Linked DNA regions of Gossypium hirsutum: region 2 is linked to region 1. A link is a contact called in public Hi-C data. All regions are on one chromosome and are shown on one strand. The core of a region is the stretch at or near the end of the contact, and the rest is flanking DNA. Distances in the headings are between cores, read along the strand shown.

Evidence for each region. Hi-C and Micro-C count contacts between places; a contact is called where the count stands out from the background.
Region 2: a Hi-C map of leaf shows a contact between it and region 1, with 2.7 times the contacts expected there. The contact joins the promoter of LOC107893556 here to the promoter of LOC107907561 in region 1. A contact is called at or near these places in 3 of 34 Hi-C or Micro-C datasets (all in leaf).

The regions. Positions count from the first base shown.
Region 1 is chrA08:29,526,663-29,531,854 of Gossypium_hirsutum_v2.1, reverse strand. It overlaps LOC107907561, which reads left to right and starts at 2,689. Exons shown (of 1, transcript XM_016834971.2): 1 at 2,689-5,189. The coding sequence starts at 2,913. The coding sequence ends at 4,844.
Region 2 is chrA08:29,978,764-29,983,845 of Gossypium_hirsutum_v2.1, reverse strand. LOC107893556 (mitochondrial outer membrane protein porin 4) reads left to right here and starts at 2,924. Exons shown (of 7, transcript XM_016818587.2): 1 at 2,924-3,140; 2 at 3,659-3,731; 3 at 4,265-4,332. The coding sequence starts at 3,686.

The DNA.
Region 1 (5,192 bases), core at 1,440-3,939:
CAACACCACCGACCACATACTATGTGTGGTGCTCATTGTTTGAAAAGGATTGAAATTGTCACTTGCCAATCCTAGACGAATATTGCGAGGGTCAAATGTGAAGTCTATAAACCTCTCATCAAAAGCTTTCCAAGCTTCAACATCAATGGGATGTCAAAGAAGTTCATTTTTGACACGAGAATAGTCATGCCAAGCCATAGAAGCCACAATTGTGGATGACTTGAATAATATTTTTAGTCTCGGGATCAAAGGAAAGTACTTGAGGACTTTTGCATGCTTTTGATGCGAAGGGGTTGTTGTTGCTTCCTTAGCTAAATTTTCAGTTCCTTTACCTGCACTTGTAACCCATCTCGAGAGCCCACATTTTCGACATGTTGTAGCATTTGCATCCGAAGCCCAATATAATATACAATCATTTGGACATGCATGAATCTTGATATAACCAAGATAAAACTTCTTGAGAGTTTACTTTGATTCATAATATGTTGCACGGAGGGAAGTGTGAAAAACATTATTTAATAAATCTAGTAATTTGGTAACTGATTTTTCTAACCACCCATTCAAGGCCTTTATATGAAAGAGTCACAAGATGAATGATATGGTAGAGTATTTTTGACAATTGGGATAAAGAGGTACCTTACAATTATCTATAAGATTGTTGATTTCATTGGTGGTTTGTCCAACATCCTCAGAAGGAAGCAAAGTGGAATCAACATCACTTCCACCATTAACATGATCACTGTGACTAATTTCATCTCTGTCATGTACTGGCACATTTAATCCAATAACCTCCATTGTCAAGTCCCTAGTTCCTAAATCAATATCAGTATTATTTAAACTTCTCGTATGACTTGCCATATTGGGGAATTTGATGGAAAAATTGATGCAAAAGTTTCGCCATGAAAAATACATCTCTTATACCCTTTCACAAAACAATATAGTCAAAGATGATTATGTACAACTTTGGGGTGGAAGGGAAATCTATTAGATCACTTCTTGCACAGACAATAAATGTTCTGGTTGTTTATGCTATTCTTGGTGGTAAATTCAATGAACGAAATTATTCCATTCATGTAAACCATGCTAAATTTGGGAGCATTAATCCAACTTTTGTCCAATGTCTACATCATAAACAATACATTGACTTAGCCATTTTAACAAATATATAAGGTGCATGTTCAGTAACAAACTTATTCATTATTTGCAGATGTACATATAAAATACTTATATCACAAATTCATTCATGCAATGGATATTTGGAATAATATACATAAAATTAAATAAAATAACCCTTATTAAACTTGATATAAGTGGATTTGAAATCGTATAGATGGATAAATTTTCAAGAAAGTAAAGATGGACATACCATTGTCTCTACTCCAAGATCATGAATTCGTAAGGAAGTGAAAATTAGGGAGAATGAGAGATTGACGTTGGAAGAAAGAAAACAAGATTCAAGAGACTTACGAAGAAAGCAAGAACAGAACATTTAGGTGTTTAAGTTTTGGAAAACAATTTAGAGACCTACGAAGATGATGATTGACGTCTCTACAATCAACAACTTAGAAGACGCAAGAAAGCGTCTCTATAGGTACTCCAGAGAGACACAGCTTAGGGTCTCCATTGGTTAATTCCAAGGAGACGTGGCAGAATCATCTCCTTAAGTTAGGCCTAAGGAGACGCGCCGTGGTGATGTCTCTTCAATGCCTACCTAAGGAGACCTACTTATGTGCATCTACATATTGATGTGGGTCAATTTAAAAAGATGAAACCCTGATACGTCTCAAGTCATGTGTCACCTTTAACATGTTTTTTGTAGTGTAAAAAACATTGAAATTTATCTTTCCATCAATGATCAAACCCTTGAATTAATTGAAGAATTTATTTTGACTAAAGTTTTATCTCATTCCCCTCTTCCCAAAATTTTGATTATTGCTTTCTTTGTTTTTTTTTCTAAATTCTTAATTTTAATTTTTAAATTTTTCTTTAAACAAAACCCCATTCCTCTTTATTTTATTTGTTTTAGTTGTAGGAATAAAATATCCATCGATTTCTATGGATTTGACTTTACTTGTTGTTTTTATTAATTATTCTTTTTGAAATAGATTTTATTTTTGACGGCTTCGACAATTGTATATTGCTTCAAAAATTTGATAAGAGATTTATGATTTGTATGGCTTACCTTAAAATAAAATACTCAAAGTCTATGTTGAGTCCTTATACTATTATGTAAGTTCATTTTTAGTCTTTTTACTAAAAATTGCTCAAGATTTATCTTTATACATTAAAATATTATTCAAATTATGACATCATTACAAATTATTATTAAGTTACTGATAAATTTGGTAAAATATATCATATTCAACTGATTTATTCATGACTTGGCCTTTAAAAAATTTAAGCATCTCCTAAAAAAACATATGTATTTTTGAACTACCATATGATTGGAAAAAGAATACCTAACTTAAAAAGTTTTCTCAGCCACACAATAATTAAAAAGTACATGAATTTTTTGGATATAGTTGAGTTTTTTTGGTGATAATATATATTTGTTCAATTTATTAATAATTTAAGCACAAATTGTAATAGTGTCATAATTTAAAATAAAAATTAATATACGAGGAGTGATGTTTTTAGAGGTTGAACTTAATATAAGTATTCTGAGAGTAAATTGGAAGAAAGCCCAACAACGTCTTGAGAGGTTTGGGCCCATCACACCCAAACCACCGGCAAGTTCAACATCTCCCTGAAGGCAGTCCCCTCTCCTTGTTTTCACTGCAAACAAAACCTAATCGCAGAGATCCAAAGTAAGACTCATCCGTGGATCCCATTTGAAGGCTGTAATTTCATAGCCCTGGTGGATCTGCCCTACCAGATCGATACATCATCCATAATTCGAAAATAAAACAAAAATGTCGTGCTTGGCTCTCTCTCTCCAGCCAGCCAACGGATCTGACATCCTTCTCCAAACCCGAGAATGGTTCCCTCCTGCCCGTGCTCTAATTGCTCTCCACGCCTTCCGCCAGACCCGTCTTGCCTTCTCCAACAAGTCCCCTTCCTCCGTCGCTGCTACCTCCTCCTCTTCCTCCTCATCTACTGCCGAACCTAGTGCTGCCACTGAATCCATCGGCGACGACCCCCTTTCCGCCTCCAGTGGCCAACTAATCGTCGGCGTTGAAAGTAAGTATCGCGTTGTTTACCGCCTTGTAAACTCCATTTACGTCCTCGGAATCACTACTGCCGATCACGACAATTCGATCAACGTATTTGAGTGCATAAATATCGTTAACCAAGCCGTTAGTGTCATCGTAACGGCCTGCCGTGGCGTCGACGTCACCCCTGAAAAGCTCGCCCGAAAATACGCCGAGGTTTACATGGCACTCGACATCGTCCTACGTGGAGTCAGCAACATCCGTCTCGCTGCCATGCTCTCCTATATGCACGGCGACGGGATTGCCAAGATGGTCCATTCTGCACTCGACACTGAAGCCAAGATCCGTGGTGCTGAAACGTGGCCTGCCGTCGAACTTCACTCCACCGAACACCAATCCAACATTGAAGCCTTTTCCAATGCGAGTTTCGAATTGCCTCCGGAAACTCTAGCGGCTGGCGATCAGAAAGTTTCAACGATTGTACCTCAAAGTACAATTGAGCAAGACGAGAAAATGATTAAAGCAGAGGAATCAGAAGCAGAGAAGGATCCATTTGCTGCCAGTGAGGCCATAAATAAGCAAGAAGATTTAGTTGGAGGGTTTAAGAAGACGAAGGATCCATCAGCTACTGATTTAACATTGGCGTTGGCAGGGTTAGAGGTGACTACATTGCCCCCGGCTGAAGCAACCCAATCTACGGACATTACTGTTGAAGGATTTGAGGGGAAGTACGGAGGAATTGAGTTTGGCAGTGAACAGGCTACTCTTGGAGAAGCTTTTGAAGGGTTTACTGATGCTTGGGGTGGTGGCTTGGATGCTTCGGAGTTTTTGGAAAATAAAAAGGTTAAGAAACAGGAAGGGCTCAGTGGGCTTGAACTTTTGCAAACTGGGGATAGTGCTGCCCCAACTGCAGCTGCGGCTGGTGCTGATGGAGGGAAGTCTCTTGAGAATCTTTTGGTGAAGAGTACTGAGATGAAAGGTCCCGAAATGTATATTTCAGAGGAGATCAGTGCGGAGTTTAGGGAATCATTGCTAGCTAGAGTTGGACTAATGGGTGTGGTTTACTTGAGAACGATGCCTCCTAAAGTTTGTGGTGATAAGGATACTGAGTTTTCGTTTCGTGTTGAAGGAACTAGTTCGGTTAAGAGGTTTGTTATACAGAGTTCTCAGATTAGTAGCCTAGGAAATGGAATGTTTCATGTTAGAACTGCCCCATCTGAGGAGCCTATACCAATTTTGAAGTACAGTTTGTTACCTAGGTTGACACCATTGCCTCTGAGAGTTAGGTTGATCAAGCGTCTTAGTGGGACATTACTTTCTGTGATGATACAGTATGTTTCAAATCCGGAGTTATTAGCACCATTGACTGATGTAACTTTTGTCCTGAAATTGCCCGTTGATCCAACATTGTTAAAGGTTTCACCTAAAGCTGTGTTGAACAGATCAGAGAGAGAACTGAAGTGGCATGTGCCAGAGGTTCCACTGAAGGGTACTCCTGGCAAATTGAGGGTAAGGATGCCTTTGGATTCTGCTGACATTGATGAAGAACTAGAAGTTGTTGGTTATGTAAAATTTTCAGTGCAAGGAGCTACTTCATTATCTGGGGTCTGTCTGAAGCCTGCTACCGAGGGTAAGACAGATTTTTATGAGGTAAATCATCGGTATCAGAGTGGCATTTATACATGCAATTGAATTCTGATGAGATTGTTTTTTCCATACAAAATTTCTGTTTTCTTTTAATATTCCTTTCTCTTTTCAAGGAGATATGTGTTTGCTCACTTTTGTAGAATTACTGGATATTCTGTTTGTAATCTAGAACATCTTCTGTCAAAGCTTCTGTTTCTTGTTGTTGACTTGACCATTGATTTCTACTGGCGGCTTGTGAATTTAATTGTTGTATCTATTTGCACTTTGGACTCTCTCGTGGAGCACATTATATTCTTGCGGAACTGTAACCATGTAAGCATACTGCTCGTTTCTATATTGTTGCAGAACACTGGTTTTGTTTCTGGAATGGATGTCTTATTTTTATTTGTAGCC
Region 2 (5,082 bases), core at 1,675-4,174, 450 kb before region 1:
ACCGAGTTGCAAAGTATTTAGTGTGAGTTCATATCTCACGATTACTTTGTCGAAGTGATAACTGGGCTAAGGCTAAAAATAGTTTTGTTAATCATGGAAAGAATCATGCTTGAAAGTAAATGATTCAAGTGGAATTGCGAAAAGTGGAAAGAGAAAGGGCCTTGGAAGGTAATTAAACCAAAAAGTTGAAAGTAAAAGAAAAAGAATTGAAAATGGCATAATGAAAAGTGACGCAGGTAATGAAAAGGAAAAAGAGAAAAGAATTTATTAAAGCCTAAAGCCAGGTGTGTGTTCAATTGACTTTAGCACTAGATATTTATACATACTTTTAGTGCTAAAATTTAGATAGATTTTTCCTAAATATTATCATTAAATAATTCTAAATATTATCACTAAGTAATTCAAAAATTAAAAATCAAATTTAAACTAGAGATTAAATTTAAACTAATTACAGTGTTGTAACAATATAAAAAATCCTTCAATTTTTATCCAGCCACTTTTTGAATATTCAATCTTTCAATTAAGCCTTCCTCTTTGCTTTTTATTCCAATTTAGCTCTTTTTTTGTAAGAGTTTGAATTCAACACACCAACTTCATTCTTGATAAGAAAAATCCAAATTTAATAGCATTTTATTCGATAATTAGTCAAAAATAAATATATTAAAAATCGAATTTATCTTGCTATCAACCACTAAAAAACGAGATGTTACAGGTAAGTACTCACAAATCCTATGGCATGCCAACTATATCCAACGGTCTCAAAAAATCACAAGGCCAAAATATCCGCAATTAAACATATATTTATTATCGTTTTCTGCACATTTTCACTGCACATTTACATCGCTAACACAACATCATCACTGTCATTCCTCATATTAAATATGCCCACAACTAACACATTTACAAGAGCTATCACAATATATATTACATGTCACATTATCACAACTTAATACTCAACTCACATCACATAATCACATATTTTGCAAATTAAACGAGGCGTATAAGAAAGATTACACTCGGAACTTAGGTTAGGGGTTTAGGCTACTCCTAAGCTCCCATTTAACACTATGAATCGTGATTACAAGCAACGATTCTAAACACTCACCGTTAGCACTTTCATCTAGCCGTCGAAAGCTTAAACTAGATTTTCCTTTCCTTTCGCCTTGCTCGTCGAAGGCTCCAATGATTTTGAATCTTCGCCAAAATAAATCATAAACCAAACAGAATTACTTCTCAGCCATAGACTCACCTAAAGCAACAAAACACGTATGCTTAAGCTAGTTCCTGTTGAAACTAAAATTTTCAACTAACATAGTCGAAACGCAAAAATCTCAATTCCTACTCATTCCCTTTGCTTAAAACAGATTCCAATCATCTAATTACTTACCTAAGAATGATTCTCAACCTTCAAACCACTCTAAACTACTCAAAATCATGGCTCCTAAATTTTGACCTATAATGGTCATTTTTCATGAAAACTTAGCAAAACCTTAAAAGCTTTTAACAGAACTTTAAGGAGAGTTTAGAAACCTTCTAATCACATTAAAACAAGTTGAAAAATACTTCAAAACATTGATTTCATTCAAAATCTCGAATTTCACTATTAACGTCTCAAATTTCGGCATTTACACAAAACCTTTGATTTAATAGATTAAAACTTGATTTAAATAGCTAGAGTTCATTAAAAAAAACTATTAGGAAAAATAAACATTACCTTGATTAATGGGAAAACAAGCGTTTGATTGAAAATTTGAAAAAAACCCACAAGTTGAATGACAAGGAAATTAATGGTGTTCTTTGTGCTGTTCTTGGTTTTCAAAGGGTGTTTTAATGCTAGGAAGATGATAGAAAACAAGGGATTGGAGTTTTGAAGATTGAAATTGAAGAATGAAGGTTTGGGGTTTTTTCTTCCTAATGAACGACACAAAATAAAAAGATAACGGGTGCTTTCTCTCTCTATTTTTCAACCTCAAAAATAGGGTGAAAAGGGGAAAATATGAGTTGATTTTAAAACTTGGTATAATTGCCTTAAAGCTACTCCTAAATTAAACTCTTTTACAAAACAATCCTTTTTTTTTAAATTTAAAGCTTATTTCACACTATTTTCATAAATTAGTTTAAATTTTCTAAAGCCATAGACGGATATATTTTCGGGTTACCACATTCTGAATTTTCAAACTCATTTCGTGCCATAATTTCAAAATTATCCTCAAAACTTCTATACCCAATTTCGAGATGTGACAATTGAAGTTGTAAAGCATCTAAGGTTAATAGCTCAGCTAAGCTCGATCAAGTTTGTATTACTTTGATTGTATAATCATAACTAATGACATGTACTTAAGTTTAGTCTTGAGACTTAGTACCTATTTTTATGGTTTCGTATGTGTTGATAATTGATTTATAAGGTTTTAGATGAAGAATTTCTATGCTCAATTAGTTGATGAATATGCATGTTTACAAGTGTTACTTTATTTAATATAGTTGGAAATGTATGAGATTTAATTTCTTTGATTTCTTGTTACAATGATAAATGAAATAAAAGTTAATATATTTACTTCAATAATATAATGTAATGTCACATATTTAGATTTAATGATTAAGTTAGGTGTGATATGTCACAATAAAAGTAACTTAAGTGAATTTAAAGTTAAATTCTTACTTTTTACTATACGATTTCTTAGAGTAAAATTCTAACACTTTGACACATACGAGTACAATAGAATTTTTAGATTAATTTTACTCTTATTTCATTTGAGAAAAACTTTACGACACAACAGTAAGATTATTTAAATCTTTTCCTGGGTCAAGCTCGTCATTTGAATAACGAAAAATTTTGATATATTTTCTCTTAGTCTCACAGCACGGTGACAAAAGTATGTGTCACAGGCCCACAAGATGTTAACCTCACAGCGCCTATCGAACCTAAACTCTCCAATCAAATCAAAGATGCATCACGCTTTTTAAGAAACTGACCTAAAACCTCGCCGTCTATTGAGAGTCTGCACGCTTTGACCCTTCGGCTTTCAAAAAATTTTCAACACACAAAATTGGTTTTAACAATTAAACACAATCTAAAGCGGTGTTGGTAGCAGCCGTTGCACGGTTTCGTGGCTGATCCTCTCTTGTTTCAAATCTTTGTTGTAAGTTCATTCTTCCTTTTTGATTCTTCAAGTTATTGTTTTAGTGATTATGGTACTCAATCTAGGTGCGAGTGTTAATTGAAATCTTATGTTCTTACGGTGTGATTTCTGTATTTTTTATATGAGCCGTACTATTTTCGTTTCTTGGAACTTTTCGGTTTCTTGCTTGCTTGCTTTGTTTATTTTAACAGCATTTTGGCCCTGAATGTGCTTGTAAAGCTGTTTCTTGTTTTAATAATTTTGGCACTTGCTTTTTGTTGGCAAAAAGCTAAAATTACATTTGGATATGTAAGCAAATTATACTTGTGAAGAATTGAGTAGTAAAAGTTTGGATTTCATGGATAAAAAAAATGCTTGGTTTTTCTAAACACGACATGTGAAATGAATTTTGAACTAGAAATTGTTGTATCATCGTCCCATATGCATTTGCTCTATAATTTATTCACCTGCTTTTCATTTCCTCTCAAGTAGAATGTTTCCAGAGCTGAAGTAATGATGATATCTTTATGGCATTTCAGGCTGTGGTTGATTGCCCTTCTATCAGGATGGCTGGACCAGCACCATTCGTAGATCTGGGAAAAAAAGCCAAAGGTATCAGCTGCATGTGCCTTTATTTTTTCTTGTCCGGTATTGTATGTTTATATACTGTTTGGTATGCTTGCACTTGTCATAATCTTACCAGAAATTATTTTTTTTATTGGCAACTCAAACTGATTTGATGCGTAATGAAGATGGGAAGCAGCTTCTCAGAAAAGCATGGTTGGGTAGAGGAATTGAAAAGATTAATGTAGTTAGGTTTTTCAAACACTTAATAAACCAAAGAAAATGCATATATTTATGTGATAGATAACCAACACAATTAATTACTATTATACTAGTACACTGAGGATTAACATTTGCACCATTACCTTAGTAAGATCATAGATAGATTTTACTTTTTCTGTTAGTGATATGATGAATTGCCTTTCTTGGTCTGAGACTGTTAGGGACTTCTCTTGCTATTTGTAACTTTTGATGACTATTAGTTAGTACTTACCGTAGCTGCTTGTTTGTCTGTCATATTGGCCTGCTGTTATTTTCTTTTAGCTTTCACAGACTAATTATTTCCAAATATGTTTATGCAGACCTCCTGACAAAAGATTACAATTTTGACCAGAAGTTTACTCTTTCAATGCTGAGCACCACGGGAATGGTAGTGTTTCCCCTATAAAACTTGTTTAACCTTTTACTGAACTGCTTGATTGGTTTACTAAATTCTTGGACAGAGCTTGATTAAAGTGCTTGAAAACTTAAAATTTTGCTTTGCTAAATGTTATGGCTTGAGAATATATAGTTGGTTTGGTAAATATTAGCAGAATGATTATCTAGGTTTTCTCATATGAACATTGTGCTCTTGGGATGCTTTGTTTGGCCTGATGTAAATTCCTTTCTGTTTAGCAATCTTCCTTGTGTATGTCCATGTTGTGCATTTATATGTGAAGGAATCAAACACAGGAAGCCCCTAATTTCATAATTATTTCAATTTTTTCTCTGCTAGTCATTACTCTGTTGTTAAAATGGATGACATTGGTAATTAAGTTATCATCTGACTATGGGTTGTGAAAGTTTTCATTAAAATGGGTGATGACATACTTAAAATTTTGTGATGTTGTAACAAAAACCACTTATGTTCTGTCCCTGCAATTTCGCCTTCTTCAATTCCTTAATCTTTTGTTTGTTTTCTTCCCATATGAGTTGAAACAGTCATGGATTCTGTTCCTTGTATTACATACTAATCTTCATTTTTCTTTTAGTACTTGCAAGTGTTAAAAAAGTGTGATGGAACTGGCTGTTTATACTGTTCAACTTGGAGCAAGTGGTCTGTCCAGTCTGATACATTTAACAAAAAGAAAATGAGCGTTTGGTGAACTAGTTGCAAATCAGTTTAACTGATAAAGACTGG